Linked DNA regions of Mus musculus: regions 1, 2 and 3 are each linked to region 4. Evidence: chromatin contacts called from public Hi-C and HiChIP or PLAC-seq data. All regions are on one chromosome and are shown on one strand. The core of a region is the stretch at or near the end of the contact, and the rest is flanking DNA. Distances in the headings are between cores, read along the strand shown. Region 1 has its middle 120 kb from the start of Speer4f2. Region 2 has its middle 100 kb from the start of Speer4f2. Region 3 has its middle 240 kb from the start of Speer4f2. Region 4 holds the start of Sema3c (sema domain, immunoglobulin domain (Ig), short basic domain, secreted, (semaphorin) 3C).

Region 1 (5,853 bases), core at 1,489-3,988, 330 kb before region 4:
GCTGTGGCTTAGGTCGCCTCCCCAGCCGGGCGGGCACCTGTCCTCCGGTCCGGAAGGTGGCCGGCTGTCCCCGGCCCACACAGGGTGCTGCCTCAGCCCCTCTGTGCTTCTGCCTGTTCCAGAGGCTGTCAGGTTCTCTGGCGCACCCTCTCACCTGTTCAGACTAATTTCCTAAGTTCGGCGGGTCCCGGACCAAGATGGCGACCGCTGCTGCTGTGGCTTAGGCCGCCTCCCCAGCCGGGCGGGCACCTGTCCTCCGGTCCAGACGGTGGCTGGCTGTCCCCTGCCCACAAAGGGTGCTGCCTCAGTGCCTCTGTGCTTCCGCCTGTTCCAGAAGCTGTCAGGTTCTCTGGCGCACCCTCTCACCTGTTCAGACTAATTTCCTAAGTTCGGCGGGTCCCGGACCAAGATGGCGACCGCTGCTGCTATGGCTTAGGCCGCCTCCCCAGCCGGGCGGGCACCTGTCCTCCGGTCGGGACGGTGGCTGGCTGTCCCAGGCCCACAAAGGGTGCTGCCTCAGCGTCTCTGTGCTTCCGCCTGTTCCAGAAGCTGTCAGGTTCTCTGGCGCACCCTCTCACCTGTTCAGACTAATTTCCTAAGTTCGGCGGGTCCCGGACCAAGATGGCGACCGCTGCTGCTGTGGCTTAGGTCGCCTCCCCAGCCGGGCGGGCACCTGTCCTCCGGTCCGGAAGGTGGCCGGCTGTCCCCGGCCCACACAGGGTGCTGCCTCAGCCCCTCTGTGCTTCTGCCTGTTCCAGAGGCTGTCAGGTTCTCTGGCGCACCCTCTCACCTGTTCAGACTAATTTCCTAAGTTCGGCGGGTCCCGGACCAAGATGGCGACCGCTGCTGCTGTGGCTTAGGCCGCCTCCCCAGCCGGGCGGGCACCTGTCCTCCGGTCCAGACGGTGGCTGGCTGTCCCCTGCCCACAAAGGGTGCTGCCTCAGTGCCTCTGTGCTTCCGCCTGTTCCAGAAGCTGTCAGGTTCTCTGGCGCACCCTCTCACCTGTTCAGACTAATTTCCTAAGTTCGGCGGGTCCCGGACCAAGATGGCGACCGCTGCTGCTATGGCTTAGGCCGCCTCCCCAGCCGGGCGGGCACCTGTCCTCCGGTCGGGACGGTGGCTGGCTGTCCCAGGCCCACAAAGGGTGCTGCCTCAGCGTCTCTGTGCTTCCGCCTGTTCCAGAAGCTGTCAGGTTCTCTGGCGCACCCTCTCACCTGTTCAGACTAATTTCCTAAGTTCGGCGGGTCCCGGACCAAGATGGCGACCGCTGCTGCTGTGGCTTAGGTCGCCTCCCCAGCCGGGCGGGCACCTGTCCTCCGGTCCGGAAGGTGGCCGGCTGTCCCCGGCCCACACAGGGTGCTGCCTCAGCCCCTCTGTGCTTCTGCCTGTTCCAGAGGCTGTCAGGTTCTCTGGCGCACCCTCTCACCTGTTCAGACTAATTTCCTAAGTTCGGCGGGTCCCGGACCAAGATGGCGACCGCTGCTGCTCGCTGATGTTGGTTTTTAATAGTCACCTCTGTGAAGTCACTGGAATAATATTTATCCTTTGACTTTTATGTTTATTTTAAAATGTGTGACAGTTAGTGCGTTGATTCTGTTTTACTATTGAACCATGTATTGAGACAGCAGGCTGCATCTAGATTGTAGTAAGGTAATAGGAAAGATTGCTAGTTATTCTTTTCCTCATCTTAAAGATAAGGCTGTGGGACCGATCATCCAGATTTCATTTATCACTGGGTATCTAAGCTAATTTGGTCTGAGAATGAGAAAAGAAGATTTAGCAAGAATAACAATGCCCCCTGTAAACCTTGAAGATGACTACAAACAAATAACAACAAATAACAGGGGACAAAGAGGAAATGACAAAACAAATCTGCTGTCTGGGGGCATTTAAAGCTCTGTAATGAAAATTACTTTTTAACTTATTGGAGATAGTGTCTCCTGCCAAATGACAGAATGCTGAACAAGTCCTGGATTCTGGAACATCTTCATCCTCTTAGCTAACCAGACACCAACTTTGCAAGCTTGTGCAGAGAGGGAAAAAAGATTAATGAATAGTCTATGAAAAAAACACTCTTGCTCAAATCTCTCAGAGCTGTTTGGAGACTTGGACTTTGAGTTGAAACTGAAGAACTGTTTTATGGCCACCAAGGGAGAGTAAAATGATCTCAGAGCAGAGGGTGGGGATGGGCAGCTGGCGAGGACTGAGACCTCCGTGTGCCATCGCCTAGCACTTGAGTGCACTATGAGTCATGCTGGACACACACTACATTTCTGCATTAGTAGTCAAGTCTGGTGGTAGAAGAGAAGCAGATGAGACCTGAGGGTGCCCGGGACATCCCACCTTCCTGTGCTCTGTGAGGACAGCAAAGACCTTCCATTCCTTTAGAACCTTACTTAAATTATTATCTGTGAGAGAAAACATGCCAGTCACCACCAGACCAAGACATTATATACAAGATAAATTGAAGGGATTTTTGAGATTATTTTATTCTATCCAAGCCATCACAGAATTACAGAGTTTAGATTCAGATAACAGCTGCATATGCAATTCTGAAGATTACCTCAAGAGTAGTTAAAGTAATACCTTTCTACTTTATTTTTTTCTGGAAAGTCACAATATAGAAAGACATAGCTACACTGACTATGGCTATTGCAGACTAAGACCTTTCCTCTCAAAGAGGCCTGAGATTCACAGACATTGCTCCTTTCCTCCTCACCGCAGTTGGGATGGCAGCCTGACAGAATGCTTCTGGCTTGATCCCAGGTTCTGCAGACAGTTCTAGGTGCTGCCCCTGGCCTACTGTGTCTAGGGTCTTCAGCCTAGCCTTTGCCACTGATTATTTTAAGCAGTTTTGAAGACACAAATTTTGAATTTCAACTAACAATCTTTGATCAAAATTCATGAAACAATAAAGCTCTTAATCCCCTTGTGTAATATGCATAGAAAACATCAACATTATCTTATATATCTATTGTATACATATGTATATATGTCATATTATCTTACCTATCCTATATACCTATAATATATACCTATATTATCTTATATATTTATCTATTGTATACATATGTATATAGTATATGTAAGCAAACTATTTTACAGAGGAATTTGTTAAAAGGAAACCGTCTTTACTCAATGTTACTAAATAAGTATATATACATAAAAATACATATATAGTTTACAATGTTTCTAAAGTTAATTCCTTTAAAAATATGCTACACTATAAACTTATATAGGACATTGCATACATAGCAAGTAAATAAAAATTTACCTTTGAAATGCTTATCAAAAAATGATTTTAACCCTAAGGAACCAACCACATTCTCAATGAGAATGTGACAAAGATAATTTCAACAATATTATCTCTGGAAGAACAGATTTAATTTTATGCTTACAGATTTTTTTTCCCTTTCCACATTACACCTCCACAAGCCACCTAACCTGTATTGTTATTTGAACTGCATCAATATTTCCTTTTCTTAGGTACATCTTTGCTATTACTATAAAATGTCTATACCCTGAATACTGTTATCCAGATCCTATATGTACTTATAATTACACCTTCCTCATATTAAAAACCATTAGCATCCAACTTTTGTGTTTGATGGATGGAACAAGTTTGTCTCCTCTAGCAAAACATGCACAAGACCATTAAAATTGACAAACCTTATGGAGGGGATGCAGTTCTCTTTGAGAACATTAAGAAAATGGATTGAGTTTTGCATCTGGGTCCACGTAATGCTAAGTGGGAAAAGCACATGGGGGGCAGCAAGATAATCTATAATGGAAGCCGATTAAGTATAAGTCAGTAAAAGAACAGACGGGATCTTGATGATATAAGTCCTCTGGGGATCTTTAGAGAAATGTGGAAAAATAAATATTCAGAATGTGACCTAAGACTTTGGGGAGAAGGGTGCAAGCTAATTTCTAGATTACATACCCACATTTGTATTCAGAGTCTGTTGTCAACAAGGACAGAATGTGACATGAGAGCCTGATATGAAATCAAATATTTGCATACTTACATTAATTCATTTATATTCAATGTATGCATGTATAAACAGAAAGTAAAGATGAAACTCAATATGGAGAAGTGGACGAAAATAAATTTCTCATGAATTCTTTACTTGGCATATAATAAAGTATAATGCCATTCACAAAAGCGATTGCCAAACATAGTCTTCAGAGTCAAATCACTTGGCCTCAATCACACTTCCTACTTAGATTTGCATAAATTATGTTTCTTTAGACTAATGTACAAAAGAATATGTAAAATATCACAAAAATGTTCCAAGTGAATAGATTTTCGAACTGAGGATACCTAGAAATTAATCAACTTAAATTACTTTGCCTTAGATTTTACTAGTGTATCATAATTTCATGAATTTTTCATATAATAGGTGAATGACAAGTTAATAAAGTTGCATGCATTTTGTCTCTAAAATTTCTTATCAAAATTACATCAATATGCAGTATGTCAAGACAGTAGAGTCATAAGAGAAGAAAACCTAATTTCTTGTCTTTTTGTCTCTGATAGCACATGACAATGACCATCATATTCCGACCTGATGCACAAGTTGCTGAGTTGCTTGTGGTGTTTGCCAAAAATAGACTCAGTTTGTACAGCTAAGGATATATCTCATAAGGATATAGCTTTTATTCCTGGGAATCCAGAGGTCCTTAGCTCCACGGTTGGTCTAGTGTTTGATGTTCAAGTCAATAAATGCATGGAAGTACCTTTGTTTTAGTTTTGGACTTTAAATGCTTCTGCTACATTTAAATTATTTTCCTGTTCATGTAGAATTTCCTCCTAGATTAGTATTGAGAAGGATTTAGTAGAACCTTTTACTAAATTCAAGCAAAAGCTTAGTAACTCAGAATGAAGAACACAGTAATTCATCATTGGATCCTGTTCTTATTTCAGGTAATATCCGTCTATAATTCAAGTGTGAGATCCAAGAAGGCTGAGTAGAGCTGATTCTCTAAACCATCTCATAACCTCCCAGCCTAGATTAGCAGCTAGTTCGGGGACTACTCTCCCCAGATATTTCAAACTCCATTTTCAGGTAAACATTTCCCTGTAAGAACTCTAGTGGAGTATAAGCTGCTGTTCATGCCCAGCTAGTCCCTGGAGCTTCTTAGAAATAATGAGCTGTCTAGATCATCCTATAGGTGAGAGTGATGTCTAGAAGTTTCTCCAGTTGTCTTCTTCCTACAATTCCTATGAAAATTTGAGTTCTCAGGCCTCCAGAACTTAGGTACATAGAATGAAATCACCCACATAAGCTACACTACTGTTAAGGCCTCCTGATGCATGCTTTGGGCTATCATCAAAGTTTCTATTAGCAACTTATTTGCTGGAATTTAGAACAAAATTTTAAAAATTACAAAAAAGAGAATAATTTATAAAGAAACATTGCACTTGTTTCCAACAAATTGTCATGAACTTGGTGATGTAAAACAATATACTTTATCCTCTTATCACTCCAGACTCCTCCTAAAGATGAAATTCACCAAGGCCATTCTCCATATTGCTTCCAGAGACTCTAAGACTAATATATTTCTATTCTAACTTAGGTACTCTTTTCTCTAAATATGTCAATCTTATATAACAAGTGAACATACTATATTAATCTTATTTTTAGGAACTCCATCTTATTTTTATGTATGTGCTACATACGTATGTGTGCACATTGTGTGTGTGTGCATGTTTGAAGAAAAGAGATTGATAATAGGCATCTTCCTCTATTGCTTGCCATTTTATTTTTTAACATAAGAGTCTCAATGAACTCAAACTCTTTGGAACTAGCTGGCCAGAAAATCCTCATTATTTTCCTGGGACTCCTTCCG
Region 2 (5,922 bases), core at 2,607-5,106, 300 kb before region 4:
TAAGTGGGTTTCTTCTAAACATGTAAATATTGATTTCTCTCAAAGGAGGAAATATGCGTGACATCCATTTGTCAGACCTGTAATGGCCTGACGCCACGAGGGTTTACCCCTACGTGAGTAGATAAAATTTGACAACAATCTAAAGGCATTATTAAGTAATCAGAATCATTTCTAGTAGAACCAATCCCTCTTGCAGCTCTAGGAATACCAGAGGAAGAAAAAACAGCCATGTAGGCTTGGCAAAATTATTAGTTGAGCTATTTTGTCCCCTTGTGATATAGAAAAGACAACTTGAGGACAAGAACAGAGAACCTGAAGTTCCCCTTTACAATCCTGATCTACAACTCCAGGGTGGACAATAAGACCTTGTAGGCTGCAAGAGCCTGCCTCTGTCATTATTGTCCAGTGGCTTCACCTGCTCGGGAGAGCGCCTTCCAGGCCCTAATAGCCTTTTCATCTGATTCAGAACTATTAAAAACTGGCTCCTTGAGCTCACCTAGTGATGAGTAGAGGCTCCTTCTCCTAGAAGCCTCCGCTGATTGATCTTTTTTCTTTTCTTTTTCCTTCTCCTTCCTTCTAATCTCTCCCCAGGTATTCTTACCTGACCTAAACTTTTCCTCAGGTTCAAGACCCGTGGAAAGGCCTGTATGCTTATTTTGTGTACCATATTTTCTCTTTGCTCCTACTCTCTCTCCCCGCTTTACTTCTGATAGATTGTCCTGAATTTCATCTAGAATCCGCCCTGCCTTAACCACTTGATAACATGTGAAAAGGAACAAAAGGGCTTCTAACACTAGAGAAAATTCAAGGCCAAACATACCTTATAAAGCTATTTTCCACTTTACTTCTGATAGACTGTCTTGAATTTCCTTAGAAAGTTCAAGGCCAGGCTTACCTCGTAAAGCTATACTCACTGGTACTCTCGTTCCCCAGCTGAAAAGTTCTGAATTCATGCAGTTGAATCCTTCTTAACAGTCTGCTTTACGGGAACCTTTATTACCGCGACCCGCAGTTCTGGTTCTGGAATGAGGGATCTTCCTTGCGCCGGTGAAACTCCCGTCCCGAGTTTCCTCCCGGGTTTTTTCTTCCCGGATTTTTTCTCGTCCCGGAATTTCTCGTCCCGGATTTCGGCACCAATTGTTATTAATGCGTTCTCACGCCCGGCCAGGAAGAACACAGCAAACCAGAATCTTCTGCGGCAAAACTTTATTGCTTACATCTTCAGGAGCAAGAGTGTAAGAAGCAAGAGAGAGAGAAAACGAAACCCCGTCCCTATTAAGGAGAATTATCCTTCGCCTAGGACGTGTCACTCCCTGATTGGCTGCAGCCCATCGGCCGAGTTGACGTCACGGGGAAGGCAGAGCACATGGAGTGGAGAACCACCCTCGGCACATGCGCAGATTATTTGTTTACCACTTAGAACACAGCTGTCAGCGCCATCTTGTAACGGCGAATGTGGGCGCGGCTCCCAACAATTTATGTTTTTAATCTTCTATATTCTAACATATTTATAACACTTTTAACATATTTTGGATTTTAAAAGTGGTCTTGTTTTTATTATCTCCACCATTGAAAGAAGCTAGAAATGATTCTGAGTTTCAAGCAAGTGACAAGAGAATTATGATTAAATTAAGCAGGAGTATCATGCTATTGTTTACGCACCCTTTCCAGGATATCAGGACTGAAATCCATCAGATGCAATGCCATTACTTCACCCAATCCACCTAGGCCTCCTAGGTCTGTGGAAGAGTCCTTCGCTGAACAGTTCAGGCTCAAAGTGGACAGAAGATGCTCTTGAAATTTAGAAACCCCATCCCCTTGGAAGCCACTGTTCCCATTCCAGACAGTACGTTCTGCCATTCCCATCAAGCTACTTCCTATCAGCATTCAGGCTCTGCCTTTAATCAGCTCCGGCTCAGGTAGAAGCCTGAACCTTTATTTAAAACTGTGGGATCCATGGAGGTTCTTTCATTTATGTTTTCCAATCTCTAAATTTTGCATAATCAACAAGTAATATTAAAAATAAAATTTCCAATGAGAGGAGAAAGGACTATTAAAGGATATATAAAATCATTGTTATGTAATCATGAATATCTAAGTTGAGTTCCCGAGAAGCCATATAAAGGCAATCTTGGGCCTGGGACAACACCTGAGTGGGTAAAAGTGGCTGGTATGAATGCCCGATGACCTAAGCTATGTCACTGGATGCTGAAGTGGAAGATGAGAACTAATTCCTGAAAGTTGTCCTCTGACCTCGTCATGTACAACATGGCATGTGCACTGCCCCAAACACACAGATAAACATACCCACTAAATTTAATTTAATATTAAAAATCAAGCCCGGCATAACTGTGTGTTCCCATAATTCCTGTGCTGCTTTGGTGAAGACGGGGATTTACTGACCACACATTCTAGTCATAAAGGTTGAGCTCCAGGAGTAGCAAAATATCGTGTCTCCAAAAATAAGTTGCAGGAGAGTAACTGAAAAAGAGATCAGACATGAACCTCTGGTTTCCCCATGTGTGCACACATGAGTATACACAGGCACAGGGAGAGAGAGAGTGAGTGAGAGAGAGAGAGAATATAAAAACAGATAAAATCTTCCGATATAAAAGAGGCAGCAAGAGGTCCCTAGCTGGTCATTATCAGTCTGGATAGCTCTTGTATCTAGAAATGTCTTTGTTCCCTGTCACAGTCTGAAATGCTCTGTGTTGCTGAATACAGTGTTCTGCACAAGCTCCTCATTTGGTTCTCAGCCCAAATTAGTCACATGATATGACCACAAAGCAGATGTCAAGTTGAAGAGAGAGTGGCAGAAAGTAGATATTTTTCTAAGAGCAAAGATTAGGTAAAATATACAAGAAAGCGAAACATTAGGTCCTCACTTGAAGTTGGATATGAAACAATTTCTCCAATTAATTATGAACTGAATTTGATACCATAATTCCTCCTGTAAGTGCACAATCTTTAGAGGGGGAGAATGAATAGTATATTTTGAGTGGCAACAGAATTGGCAGCAAACATTGTAGTAAACCATCTGAACACTGTATACTAAGACAGCTAGCCAGCCAGGAATCCAGGGAGCTGAATTTCACATGTGCTAGTGAACTTTAAAATCCTTTGAAAAGTATAAGCCTCCCAATGGAAGATATAGCACTGTTACCAGTGTTTCCTCAACAGATCCCCAAACTTTACACTTCAACACTTGAATCTACTTCCACTACCAACGGTTCTGGGTAAAGACTTAACATTGTTGATTTTGTCTTTGTTTTATGTGCCCAGAGCGAGGTGATAGTTCATTTTGCTATTTATATCTAGACCACATCTTGCCAAACCTGTGGGGCAGGTTTTGTTAGGGTGAGCTCGCAACACCTGTGCTTTCTTAAATCATTATGTGGTAAATCATTTGCTGGGATGTGTAAAGGTTTGCCTTAATATGACTTTAAACAGTGACCTTTCCAAAGAAAGATCATTTAGGATAGAACAAATGGGGGTTTACTGATAAGCAGCCAGTGGCTCCTTAAAACTCAACACACAAGCAAACAGCCTTGATGTCTATCCCCCACAGCCAGTCCTCCTTGTTGGGCAGCATCCCTCAGGCTTGTTTCAATACTCCTATTGAAACTTTCCATCCAAGGCCAGGATTTCCCACTGTTTACCTTTCCCCTAAGGAGGAAGCAATCTGGGGAATTCCCCCTCCCTTGCTGTCAATTATTTCATCCTGGCAGGCTTGGCACATTTGCCAACCTCACAAGTTGTGCAAATGAGTTCTCCATGGAGATGAAATTCTTCACTGTTGCCATTCCAAATATGTATGCTTGAAAGAATGTACTGGGTTCTGTCTGTAAACACTTCTAGGACCAAAGCAAGTTCATATCTTTGCTACTGAAGTTTGAACACAAGTCTTCCTTTTGTCAGTACAGACACACTTGTGATTCCCAGCGGAAAAGGAAACTCCAACCGACATGACTGTTGCAGACACAGCTGAATCGACCACTCTTGTTCTTCCTTCCTTTTACTGACACATCAACAGCTGGTGTCCTAGAGGGATAGGCAAAACCAGTCATAACTTGAGCTTAATGCTGAATTTAAGTTTAAATTTTCCTTGTTGAGTAACTTTTCAAAAATTTTTTCGAGAATTTTGCCAAATGCTAAAGCTTCTGTTTCTTTAATTCTTGCATACTGGAAGAGAATATTTAATCCACATGTTTCTGACTAACTTGTCTTTGGGGAAAAAAAAATGTCTTTAAGGTGAAAACTAGAATTCCAATCAGCATATATATTTTGTATTACTTTGTAATTTCTAATGAAAGTGGATGAGACTCAAACTGTACTTAATGTCAGGAAGTCCTAATAAGAAAAGAACATATTGGTGGGAAAGAAATCAGTTTCTGTTCTTTGTGGAGGTAAGTGATGTGATACACACGTACATGTACAATATAAGCTTGCTTTCTTTTTCTTTGCTTCATGAAAGTGGTGTTTCTGTTCTTTAATATGTTACATGGGCAGTAGTTATAGAATTTCAGAGAACGCCATCCACATCGTCTTTCCTGAACCTGTCATCCAGTTCCAGGAAAAAACAAGAAGCAAGCTGAAAACAGGAGGATCAACTCCCACACTATGTTAGTGTAAATAATACTGAATTTAAGTTTAAATTTTCCTTGTTGAGTAGGAAGATCATTGGGAAAACTTATAAAGCATGGACAACTTATTACAGAAAGTTCAAATTTTGTATCTATTTCATGAAACAAGAAGTAAATTAACTCCGTAAGAATGAGAGTGCACTTTTCTTGATGCATGGCCTCCTGGGAAGAACATACAGAGAAAAAAATATCTGAAAAAATTTGAGTCCTCTGAAAGACTTCTTTTGTTTTAGGAAAATATTTTTTAGCTTGTTGATAAAGTGATTGCTAGAAAAAGAAATCAACATCTTTCCAATGAAAAAAAAATTCAATAAATAAATTTATCTTTGAACCCCCCCCCAAAAAAGAGATGCATTCCATTGTTCTCTAGGAATGAGAGTAATGGAATTTGGGGCCAGCTACAATTGCATCTTACAGCTTTTTTTTCCTTGATTTTTGTTTTCGTTGGCTAGCAGTGCACAGCTTCTAGTCAAAAATAAATCCCCTGATAGTGTTTATATGCCTTGCATGTGTGAGACTAATATTTGGTTCAAAAGTAAGTTCAGACCGAACCTAGTGCTCGAGTGTATGGGGGATCTAGGTTGCCTTTAACTTGGACACTGAGAACAGAGTCCATCCATCAAGCCGAGCCTTCTAGTACCTACTGGATGGTGCATGCAAAAGTCCATGAGAGAAGAGTAGATCATTTCACCACATCACTGAAAGGTCTTACTCCCTTCCTTTTCATTCAGAAATGTTTCTGGTAAGACATGAATACTTGTGAATATGAAAAAAAAAAAAAAAAAACGGAACAGCTGGCCTACCTAGAAGTGTCTTTGTGGCCTTGCTGTCAGTTTATGCCTTCCCTGTTGATGTCATTTCCTTGCTTTAAGTATCAAAATTATCAACTTCTACCACTTACCATGTACAGTGTGACAAAGGGTAACAAGAAGAACAGACAACAGAGATGTAAACAAGATTCTCAGTGGTTGTATTATTTTAGGCAATATTTTCTCTACATGTACAAGTAGTTCCTCAGATGGAAAGAAAGGTTCCAGTTTGGAAATGATAAATGGAGACCTTTTGCATTACATAAATGTATTATATATGTAAAGGCAAAAAAATGATTAGCAATGTTACAATAAATTATTTTGCATTATATAAATGTGTCATATAAATGCATCATAAATTAAGATTACAAAGAAGGAAAGATTTTTAATCCAAACTCACACGTGGAGTTTTGTGTATTATTGTTCATAGATATAAAACTGAGAAACGGAACAAAACCAAATTGTTTTAA
Region 3 (5,142 bases), core at 764-3,263, 440 kb before region 4:
TCTTTGCCTATCCGTGCGTTTGTTCCCTGCCTCACTTTCACTAGAAACAAATGGCCTGCCCAGTAACTGTCTTGGGAAAATATTTTAAGAAAGATCACTACAGAATATATAATGTATATTCGTTTTCATAGTATGCATACTACATCTACATTTTTATCTTGAGTGATTAGCCTCAGATAGTATAAGACATTGTTTTGTTTGTACTCTGCTTGGACTTTGACATCTTTGTCTTATAGCCATTGTATATTATTTCTAAACAAACTTTTTCGGCACTACAAAACTATTAGATTAGTGTATGTTATCTGTGGGGACATAGAAAAAAGTAAATACTAATAAATCATTGCCTGAACCTGAGAGTATAAATAATATCACACAGAGGCTGTTTGTTTGATACTTTCATGAATGATAAATGAGACATCATACTTATTTGGGTCTCCAAGCTATGAGCAATGCTTAGGGGAAAACATGTTCAAAATTCAAATTGGTCTTGCTTATCTGGAAGAGGATCATAAATAATTGTAATGGTGCTAAACTACAAAGTCATTGTAATACATCTTAAGTATGTGGCGGGGGTGGGGGTGGGGAGAGAAGCAGAGAGGTTCAGTTGACCAAAAGCAGGAGGCTGTTTAATCGTGGCACTCTCCTAGACAGAGTAGGAATCAGATGAGGGGTCTTTGATGCTGACCCTTAAATACTTCCTTTCCACTGCATAATGGAAGAAATAAGAAAGTTACAAATATAAGTTAAAATGCCCTTACACTCTGGATAGTGAATTCTTGACTGATACTGTTATCAGGTGACCTTCCTTGTCTTCCCTATAAGTAGCCATATTGCTACCATGCTTACCTCCTTATTTCAAACTCTGAAAAGTAGCAAAGTAATAATGTCAGCTATTCTGAAGGGATGTAGTATTCTGTTCAACTGTATTCGTATTAGCAGTGGTAGGTGTATGGATGACTATAAGCTGGGTCTCCCTAGTATCCGTTGTGCATTCAATTAGGACTTCTAATATAAAAATGAAAGGTTGAGTTTTGCTTGATATGGTGTCCAGTCTGTGTGAACAAGAGTTTTTTTCTCATCCTTGCTTGTTTGAAACCAAGTAATGAAAACTTCACACCAATGACCTGTTTGAATGCTGCCCTGAAGCAATAAAAGCAGTAGACAGCAGGTGCCTTTCTTTTCTTGTCTGCACTCACTCTTTGTGTTTGACCCAGTGGCAAGCTGTGTGCCTCTCAAGACCTCCAGTGAAAGACTCCTCAAATATTCACATTGTACCATGAAAGGCTTGTCTGCCAAGGAAACCTATGATAGGCTACCTTGAAGGAGACAATCTACCATGCAGGAAGATTGTCTACCATGCTGTTTTATCAGGATCTAGACCTTGTGTGGCTGCAGGATACATAGGCACAATCTGACTGGATGGAGGAACCCCTATGTTTTCTTTTACTTGAAAACTTAATTTCTATTACTGGGCTAATTAATCAGAGTTTAGGTGAATGGTATTGTGATGATTCCAGATGTGCTGAGAAATCACTGTTTCTACATAATGACAACTCACCCAAAACGAAAACATACTTGTAAGATCAAATTTGAGACACCCAACATGTGTATCTAGTGGTGTTAACAGAAAATGAAGCAACTAGAAAATGTTAGCCAAAATTATACCACAGCAACAGGAGGATCCACTGTGCATTAGCACATGAGGGAGTACCTAGTTATAACACCTGCAGTATTTAAAATCTTCAGTTAACCCCAATTAGGACATTTACAAATCTCTGTATCTCAATGTCCCTAGGAGATCTATAGTTCCTGTGAGGCAAAGCCAATGTATCATCACGTTTCTCAGTAACTACTCACAGTTCTTTATCATTCTGTTTTAAACTTATAGGAGGATGATACATTCCATGACTGCAAGAGTATTCTAACAAGTGCCTTCCCTTTACCTCACTTATGCTTAGACAGTTAATCTGTCACTAGAGATAACGTGGATGACAAGCGCACAATGCTGACAGTAGGCATGTGTTTACAGAAAGAATGCCTGCTGCCTTAAGGTCAGAGGCTGGAGAGCTGTGGTTACTGGGAGAAATTAGTCAGGAAAATACAGCAAAGCCCAGCAGGGATTTATTTGCATGAAGCACTTTCATTTCTTTGTTTATTTGAAAAGACTTGGATTGTGAAAGTGTTGAAAATTCCTCCTGTCACATAGCTGGAAGGGAGTGAGCTCTCCTCCGCGCATCATGCTGATAATGATGGTATAACTGTCCACGACAAAGAATGAAGCAAACATTTCAACACATGGGGAATTCAAAATGTATAAACAGGAATGTTATCACACTTCTAATACTCAGCATGGTATTCAGAAAGTCAACACATGAACAGGGTAGTTTTCAGAAAGAAAAATAAAAGTGTATAGTTCTCCTAGATGGTTCTGAGCTCAAGGTAAATTTTAGAATTTTGAATTATTTCAGTAGGTGAATTCCACTTCATTTCCAGATTTTTGTGGATGAAATGTTATAGCCTTTTGTCTTTGCCTTCAGCCATTCAAAGTGTCAAAGAATTTGAAGCCTGTTCTAGAACTTTCACATAGTTCTTTGGTGTGATAAAGTTATTGCGAGTGTTGATAACATCTTTTTGATGACTATGGAGTTAAGCTCTTTATTTAGGGTTCGTACACATTGCACATGTCACCATCATAATATATTTCACTGTATATAGTATTCACTGTACTATATTCATATATCATTATTTATTTATATAGTCTACCCTTTCTCACTTAATGAATAGCTGTCATTATATGCTTATATATCAATTTCATTCACTGAACCCTTTCATTGTTTAAATATAACTTCTCTTTCATATTCCTAGGAATCTTAGCCATGCTTCAAATGGAGAGAGTACTACAAACATTCGCACAGGTATTCCTGATTCATACAGTTTTCTTCATCGTATTTGCAGGACTTACAATTAAAACAGAGTCCTTGAGAAAGATAAGGCATAAGGGAGCCACTTGTTGAGTGGGTGAATTTGCAAAGCACATGAAACACAAGAAGAAGGAAGACTAACATGGATATTCATTCCTCCTTAGAATAAGGAACAAAATACCCATAGAAGGAATTACAGAGACAAAGTTTGGAGCTAAGACGAAAGGATGGACCATCCAGAGACTATCCCACCCAGGGGTCCATCCCATAATCAGCCACCAAACTCAGACACTATTGCACATACCAGCAAGATTTGCTGAAGGGATGATGGTAGAGCTGTCTCATGTGAGGCTATGGCCATCAATGGGAAGAGAGGCCCCATGGTCTTGCAAACTTTATATGCCCCAGTACAGGGGAATGCCAGGGCCAAGAAGTGGGAGTGGGTGGGTGAGGAGCAGGGAAGGGGAGGGGGGAGGGCATAGGGGACTTTCAGGATAGCATTTGAAATATAAATGAAGAAAATATCTAATAAAAAAACTGAAAAAAAAGCAAGATAACAAAATTACTGCTTCTGTTGTAGGTTTCAAACTTCTTAGTCCAAATCAGTTAAAGCTATGAAGTAAATTCCAGTACACAGCAGGAACTGTACCTGTGATATGCAATGAAACTATGATATCATGTGTTTAAAAGCTACTCCACAGTTAGGGGTATCATTTAGATGGTGATGCATGCATTCCTCTAGAGTCAAAGTGTACTTGAATCATGGCAAAATTACAACTTTGAGTGACAGAAGGCAAAGGCAAAAGAGAGTCTGTGATCTATGATTTCATCCAGATGAGCTGAGAATGAAGTCGAATTAGTCCAGTGACAGAATTCAGAAATGTGAAATTGACTTTGGGAAAGAGAAGAATACAGGAAAAGAACTGTTTTGGAAATATATCTGTCTCCCATCTCCTTCTATTTGTTTGTGAGCACTTTTGGGTACATGAGAGTATATATAACTCACCCTATGCCACATATCTCTCTCTCTCTCTCTCTCTCTCTCTCTCTCTCTCTCACACACACACACACACACACAAAATTCTCTTAAAAATCCCTGATTTAAGATAGTTTCCTTTGGCCCATTTTTTTTTTATTAATTTTGTAATGGTGTATAAATTAAAACTATTGGTTTATTGGTAATGAATATGACACACAAAATCACTCCCATAATTTGGTTACAAGAGATTGTGCCTGATGGCTTATTAGAAATCTCACCCTCTTGGTGGGTTTCTTTCGTGACAGAGAGACTCACTTGACAAAGAATATACCCCCATTCCATGAAACCAATCAAAATTTCAGCCCTAACTTAACAGCCTGTCTGAACTTAGTGCTGTTAATGATGACAGAACATTGCTGAGGCATCATGAATCAAGTGAGCCAAGACCAGTTGCCACCAGTTGTCATCACCAGTAAGTCTTACTGCAGCCACTTCAATGACAATAACACTTAAGGGAGAAGAAAAGAAAATAGTGCTATTCCAGGGCAATTTTGCTTCATACCGGAAATAGAAACGTCTAATTCAAGTCTTAGAAAAGGAAGAGGAGGCTCATGCCACCACTCCCCTTTCTCCCTCTACTCCTCCCTCTCTCCCCCTCCCCCTCTCTCCCTCTACTCCCCCTTCTCCCCCTCTCCCCCTCTTTCCCCTCTTTCCCCTCTCCCTCTCTCCCTTTCTCTTCCTCCTCTCTTTCACTCCCTGTTCCCCTTCTCCTCCCCCTTGATATCCTTCTTTTTCACACACACACACACACACACACACACACACACACACACACACACACACACACAGAGGCATGTGTGTGTGCACATGTACACATATACACACATACACACATACAACATACACACAAAGATAGGCCTGTTACTAACACCACACACATACCTGTTTACTTCATGTTATACATATTTCGCGTTTACTGTTGGGAAGGGTACAATGTCAAGGTTGTTTAATACACTTTATTTACTTATTCATGTTGAAAGACCTGTTCCCACCTCTGTGCATGTCTTTACTATATACTGCATGAGAATGGTACAAGTCAACGGTTGTTTAATGAACTCAATTTAATTATTCACAAGAAAAAAATGAAAGTTGAAATTACAAATGAATGAGCTAGAATTAATTTAATTTTTCATTATATATTTTTAGTTTACGTAAAAGATAAGGTGTTCGGCTAAATGTATT
Region 4 (5,593 bases), core at 1,207-3,706:
TTTGTAAACCTCTGTCAAGAAGCTGCTCACATTTTAATTACATCTGTGTCCTAAAAGATAGCTTAATCCTTTCTATATTGATTTTTGAAAGAATACATCTGTTAAATATAACCTTTTCTCAAAATGATCTCATATAAGTTGGAAGATAATTCATGAAATATTATTTTTGATTTGTTGAGTTTAACTTGTCACTGTGTAAGAAAGTAGACTTAATTTTATTATGCATAGTTAAATGATAGTTGTATTTGCTGGAACGTGTAGTGGCATGACATCTGAACTTAATAAGGAGCAATTGCTAATTATCATTTAATATTTCAGGTGACAATGGTAGAAACTTATTCTCTTACCAATATTGAAAGCATGCAATTCAGTTATCCATATGCACCATGCTGTGCCATTGAATTTAAAACCAAAGTCAAACTATTCATCTGGTTTGACTCAGTTTCCATCACATCCCCTGTAGTAGCCTCCTTTCTAATCTCTTTCTCTGAGAAAGTGGCTGTTAATTGTATAGATAAATAAAGACACCGAACATTTGCCTGTTTGCTTTAGGCCTATTCCACTCAACCATGGCATTCTTCATGTTTGTGAAAAAGGTAGGCGTTTCCTCTTTTGTAAGTCTGGAAAGTATATACAGTGGCAGTTATGGTATAGTGTCCCCAATCCAGGCACATTCTCTTGGTTGGTTCATGAGGACTGTGAGTGACACCTAGGCTGACTGGCTATTATGAACGTTGGACCAAGGGACGTGAAAAGACAGAGATATAGATCTTCTGACCCCCCGTACTTTGGGTAATTATTTAGAGGGGGGTTGAGGGGTTATATGCTAGTTTTATCTTTAGTTTATAAAGATACTTCATACCGTTTTCCACAATAGTTGCCCTAATTCGTATCATCTCCCAGTCTGTGCAAACTGTCCGCAAGTTTTTTCTTCTTTCTTTGTGGTATTAACCATTCAACAGCTTTGAAGTGTTATCTCCCTGTGGCTTTCATTTGGATTGCTCAAGTGATGAGTGGTGTGGAGCCTTTTGTAGCATCTCTTGCCCATTCATGCATGTTTTTTTGAGGGAATCTACTTAGGTTCCTTGTCTACTATGTACTTAGCTGTATACCGCAGAGATAGTCCACCTTAAAATGCAAACCATCTCAGGCAGGCGAATCTTGCAACGATTATGAACTTCTTTAACTTGATTTTCACATATCTCAAATATATGGCAAAAATCAGACAATCCTACCTACTGGACATCAGAGGCGGTGTCTACATAGATACAAAGATTCTGCCCTCTAATCACTAACTCCGGCAACTCTCCTTCTTGGGTCCGACTGAGCGGGAATTCTCTTTTGTAATCTTAGAGGTGTTTCCCGCGACAACTTTGATAAGAATGTAAAGATTCTACTTCATTTTGTAAGGCAACTGAGGAAATACACAGGGAATAAATTGCACTCAAGGGTCCCTCACACAGTGACACCTACTGGGCTGAAGCGAACAGTGATTTTTTTTTTTTTAAGCCAGCTCTGCTCAGTTTACAAGGAGTGAAAGTCTTTTCTTTTGATGTTCAATCATTTAATTCAGTCTAGTCAGAAGAAGAAACCCCCTTCCACACACACACATCAAAGTCAGTTGCACGGCTTAACGAGTTTTCCTGAAAGCAGGGCTGCAAATAACTCGCCTGTGTGTAGATTTATGAGTCTCAAAGTGTTGGGACCATTGGAAACAGCATTCTTGAAAACAAAACAAAAACGTGAAAATTCTTACAACTTCTGTTTTGGGAGTGTCCCGGAGAGGAAGGTGCTGGATATGATTCAGTGTGGAAAGGTCAGCATAATTACTGATTTCAGGACGTTAGGGAAACGCGGCAGGAAACAATACTCAACAGATTACACTTCTGGGAAAGGGGGTTACCGTACGTTACTCTCCCCTAGCTTTAGAAATTTTGCTTCAGGGTGAAGACAAGATCCGTGCCCGTTTAAAACGGTAACTCTTTGCCTTAAAAGGATGCAGGGAATCTTCCTCTGGCAAAACAACTGCTTTGCACTCGGATATTTACAGCGTAGCCAAGCCTGCATGCTTTTCAAGAGGCGCGCATAGCAAAACTGGCTGAGCGCGCTCAGCGACTGTTCACTGCCAAAGGCAGCGCTACGGAGAAGAGTCTAGCCTGCAGCAGAGCCTTCCCGCGCCCAGGCCAGCCTGTGCTCCGCCCTCAGGCTCGCTGCCACCCGCGGCCAGGCGCTCCCTGGGTGGGGCGGCGGCCCGTGCAGATGCGGCGGGCCACGCGGGGCCGCTGCTGCAGCCGGCTGGGCGGTGCGCCCGGGCAGCCTCAGCCGCGCGCCGCGTCGCTGTAATCGGACACCGAGCGCTCGCCCCCGGCGCCCGGCCACTTGCCATTCACTCCGCGGTGCGGGGTTGAGCGACGTGGAGAAGGGCTCCGGGTGCCGCGGCTCTGCCGCCCGGGATTCTGCTACAAAGAAACTCAGCACCGGCCGGCAGGAATCCCACCCTCCGGACTCACTAAGTCTTTAAAGGTCTTCTGGGGAAAGGACCTAGGGGACTGGAAATCCAAGCCCGGAGCAAGTGGCTGACTTCTCCTGGATCTTTTCCCACCTCGGTAAGCCGGACTCAGATTTTCAGTCTTACTCAGTTACTGAAATAGAACTTTTCTGGGTCTGTGTACTGACTTGTTTTTCCTTTGGTGTGCTCAAGTCTGAGTATTTTCTTAGGAGCCCACGCGACTCATGAGGAAAGCGCTCCGGGAGGAGCTGAGCCTGACTGGAGGCTGTGGCACCTGCCAAGACTTTAAGTTGCTCCAGTGCCTTCTAAGGGGAAAAACACCGGTGGAAGCTACATAATATATTTATACTCTCGTATTTACTCATAATAGATGACCAAGCACTAGCCATCACTTTTAAGTGTGCGAGTTAAAGGGACTAAGTTGTAAAGGACTTGGGCGGGGGATGGCAGTCACAGCCCATCACTAGGTCGGACTGAAACCAGGGTGTTCTGATAGATAGATCAGCACTGTCTGATCTCCCATGTCATCTAGGCAATGTTCTTCGCAATTTATGGAGCATATCTCTTTTAGGGGAGGCATATCGGATTATGTACTGGTAATAGCAATATGTAAAAATGTACAAATGTCTCTAACTTGGTTAATAAACAGACTAAGGTTGGACATATTAATAGTATCCCTTCCCCCTGGTTTTAACTACTAAGTCAACAAATCCCAGGGGTAAAATTCTAAGGGAAAGTCACCCATAAAAATCAATTTTCTTCTAAGTTAATTTAGGGATGACAGGGTGAAGAGGTTGTGGAAGCAGGAAGAAACTGTTTCTTTTGAAAATTACCAACACAAACATCTCTAGGGTCTCCTCCATCTGTGTGGTAGAGGCAGAGAGTTTCATGTTGCACTCTTGCAGCATATGTGCTACCAATGAGACCAGTTTAGATTTTTCTTTGAGATTGCATGCTGTGTTTAATTGTCCTTTCCTTCTGTGTCAGAGAAACAGCCTTTTCAATTTTTAACCTCACTTCCTTATTGAATAGAATCAATAATGTATTTTCAATTTAAAAAAGCCATATAACACAAGATCTGTAAGGTTGCATTTCCAGACTAGACCTGCTTGTCATTTTACTGTATAATTACACTATATGAGAAGTGATGGGATTTCTGATGGCCAGTGGGGCTCATATAGGTTTGTTCTAACAGTACCTGGCCTCCCTTTATACTTAGACATTAGTTAATAGCTTATATTAATTTTATAGCTACAATTTTCAAGCAAGAATATTGTCTCTTTGATTCATTGTTTGAAATTTTGATGGCGCACTCTCTGGATGATTTATGTAAAATATGCCTTGGTGGATATGGGGCTCCAGTGGATTACTCACCACGAGGTCATTGGTTTAAATCTGGCAGGAGTCCATGGTTACCTCATCTGCATCACTTAACCACTGCCTGGTCATCTGCATGCACTGGCAGATAGCTGATTGGGGTGGTTTAATAATCAGGGATGGAGCACAGGTAGATTTATGTATGGAAACACTATTTCAGAGGCAATTAATCCAGAAGAATTAGTGAGCATGGAATGAATGGGTACCCATGAATAGGATGGTGGAATCTACTGTATTTATTAGGGAGAGTATTTTCAATCTTCAATACTCTGTCAGTATAATTGAATGGGTTCTAGAGAGATGAGGTATTGAGATTCGTTGGGGGAAATCAATTAAGTGTTTTCACTGATGCTTTGTTCTGCTTTGATGTCAGCATCATTTTTATGGGATGATAAAAGAATTGTCAGTTGCAAAGACTTTCAGACACAAATAAATCAAAAGGTTTCCATTTGAGAAGTTAAGTCATAGCACCTCCTACTGCTTGCTGCCTGCAGACCTTAAGCTGCGTTTCTCAAAGCTGTTATCTCTGGTTACCAAAAAGTTAAAGAATATTCCACAGATCTCTTCTTATCTTTCCTCTAAAGGTATTTTCCCTTGGATATTAATTCCCAAATCAGAAGAAATGGCATTCCGGGCGATTTGTGTGTTGGTTGGAGTATTTATTTGTTCCATTTGTGTACGAGGATCTTCCCAGCCCCAAGCAAGAGTTTATTTAACATTTGATGGTAAGAAATTTGATAACACTTACAAAAAAACATTGTTGGAGGTCTTGTTTTTTTTTTTTTTCTTTTTTCTTTCTTACTCAGATGAAAGCTTAACGTACTGAAGAGAATCAAATCACATTATTTGGCTCTCAAAATATTACAAGGCTACTCTTTAAATGCCATGATATTTATTATCGGTCAGCATTGCATTGGAGGAAGTATTTATGAAAATGCCTGGAGTGTGTGCTACCTTACGTTTTTCCCCTTAAGTTTCATCTGGGTTGAACATATATTCCAGGGAGATAATAAAGAGCTTAAAGTGTAGCATCTTTTATGTCATCTGGTTGTGCTGGAATGCAGCCCCTTCTCAACAAATTTCATGAATAGAATCATGAGTTTTGTCACTGTAGTAACTCCAGTAAGTTCCAAGTATTTGCTTCAAAACTGGAGTTGTTCTAAAGTTTGTTTTTTTGTTTTTGTTTTTGTTTTTGTTTTTGTTTTTTTTTTTTTCTATTCTCCATGGTTGGTTTTTTTTTTTTCTAGTGAAGTGAAAATTACATAAAAATATTCAGGACAGTGCACTGATTATTGTATAAAACTTTGTTTTCTTAAGCTTAGCAAAGTAATAATTTCAAATAGTGATTTATAGAAAAAGCCATATGGTGCTTTGAGGGTGTGGTTACTAAATGTGTACATGGGGTTAATGTAAACTGCTCACATCATTCTAGACGGGTGGTTGGGTTAGTAATGTAACCCTTATTAACTTGGCAGATAAAATATGAACTAGATGAGAAATGTCTTCAGGACCACTTGTGCTTACGTTTCCAAGTTTTACACAAACCCTGTCATTGCATGTGCTTAGTTGCTTTGATGAGGGCACTCTTAGGCCTTCACAGAGGAATTGCAGAAAGCACATTGATTGACACTTACCAGTCCTTTTTTCCCTTTCTTTTTAAGTTCTTAAGTGCTCCCCTAAGGTCACCATGAGCAGCAGAGAAGCCAT

What was found. Hi-C and Micro-C count contacts between places; a contact is called where the count stands out from the background. HiChIP or PLAC-seq counts read pairs in DNA pulled down with a chosen protein or histone mark.
Region 1: a FOXA1 HiChIP or PLAC-seq map of pancreatic cancer cells shows a contact between it and region 4. The contact joins the enhancer-like site here to the promoter of Sema3c in region 4. A contact is called at or near these places in 5 of 39 promoter capture datasets (the 3T3-L1 cell line, hippocampal neurons and liver), 4 of 115 datasets of contacts at active chromatin or transcription factors (bone marrow-derived macrophages, embryonic limb bud, fibro-adipogenic progenitors and 1 more) and 2 of 9 other capture datasets (macrophages and pancreatic islet).
Region 2: a contact with region 4 is called in a Hi-C map of uterus, with 4 times the contacts expected there. The contact joins the enhancer-like site here to the promoter of Sema3c in region 4. A contact is called at or near these places in 10 of 39 promoter capture datasets (the 3T3-L1 cell line, 3T3-L1-derived adipocytes, embryonic stem cells and 5 more), 7 of 484 Hi-C or Micro-C datasets (the AML12 cell line, the HL-1 cell line, epidermal suprabasal cells and 2 more), 4 of 115 datasets of contacts at active chromatin or transcription factors (fibro-adipogenic progenitors, kidney, pancreatic cancer cells and 1 more) and 3 of 9 other capture datasets (adipose tissue, liver and pancreatic islet).
Region 3: a contact with region 4 is called in a Hi-C map of uterus, with 1.9 times the contacts expected there. The contact joins the enhancer-like site here to the promoter of Sema3c in region 4. A contact is called at or near these places in 11 of 39 promoter capture datasets (the 3T3-L1 cell line, 3T3-L1-derived adipocytes, the C10 cell line and 5 more), 7 of 484 Hi-C or Micro-C datasets (adipose-derived mesenchymal stem cells, beige adipocytes, bone marrow-derived macrophages and 4 more), 5 of 115 datasets of contacts at active chromatin or transcription factors (bone marrow-derived macrophages, embryonic limb bud, fibro-adipogenic progenitors and 2 more) and 1 of 9 other capture datasets (adipose tissue).

Annotation. Positions count from the first base shown.
Region 1 is chr5:17,245,768-17,251,620 of GRCm38.p6, forward strand. No RefSeq gene overlaps it. Among named protein-coding and RNA genes, the nearest start is that of Speer4f2, 120 kb to the right of the region's middle. Within about 2 kb of position 2,739, at least 20 of the 459 cell types and tissues checked have an H3K27ac peak or open chromatin away from gene starts, as enhancers often do. A contact at or near this core is called in fibro-adipogenic progenitors and pancreatic cancer cells, where this site is marked.
Region 2 is chr5:17,268,580-17,274,501 of GRCm38.p6, forward strand. No RefSeq gene overlaps it. Among named protein-coding and RNA genes, the nearest start is that of Speer4f2, 100 kb to the right of the region's middle. Within about 2 kb of position 3,857, at least 53 of the 459 cell types and tissues checked have an H3K27ac peak or open chromatin away from gene starts, as enhancers often do. A contact at or near this core is called in kidney, pancreatic cancer cells, stem cell-derived neural progenitor cells and 1 more, where this site is marked.
Region 3 is chr5:17,133,563-17,138,704 of GRCm38.p6, forward strand. No RefSeq gene overlaps it. Among named protein-coding and RNA genes, the nearest start is that of Speer4f2, 240 kb to the right of the region's middle. Within about 2 kb of position 2,014, at least 19 of the 459 cell types and tissues checked have an H3K27ac peak or open chromatin away from gene starts, as enhancers often do. A contact at or near this core is called in beige adipocytes and uterus, where this site is marked.
Region 4 is chr5:17,572,360-17,577,952 of GRCm38.p6, forward strand. It overlaps Sema3c (sema domain, immunoglobulin domain (Ig), short basic domain, secreted, (semaphorin) 3C), which reads left to right and starts at 2,457. Exons shown (of 18, transcript NM_013657.5): 1 at 2,457-2,606; 2 at 4,471-4,611. The coding sequence starts at 4,509.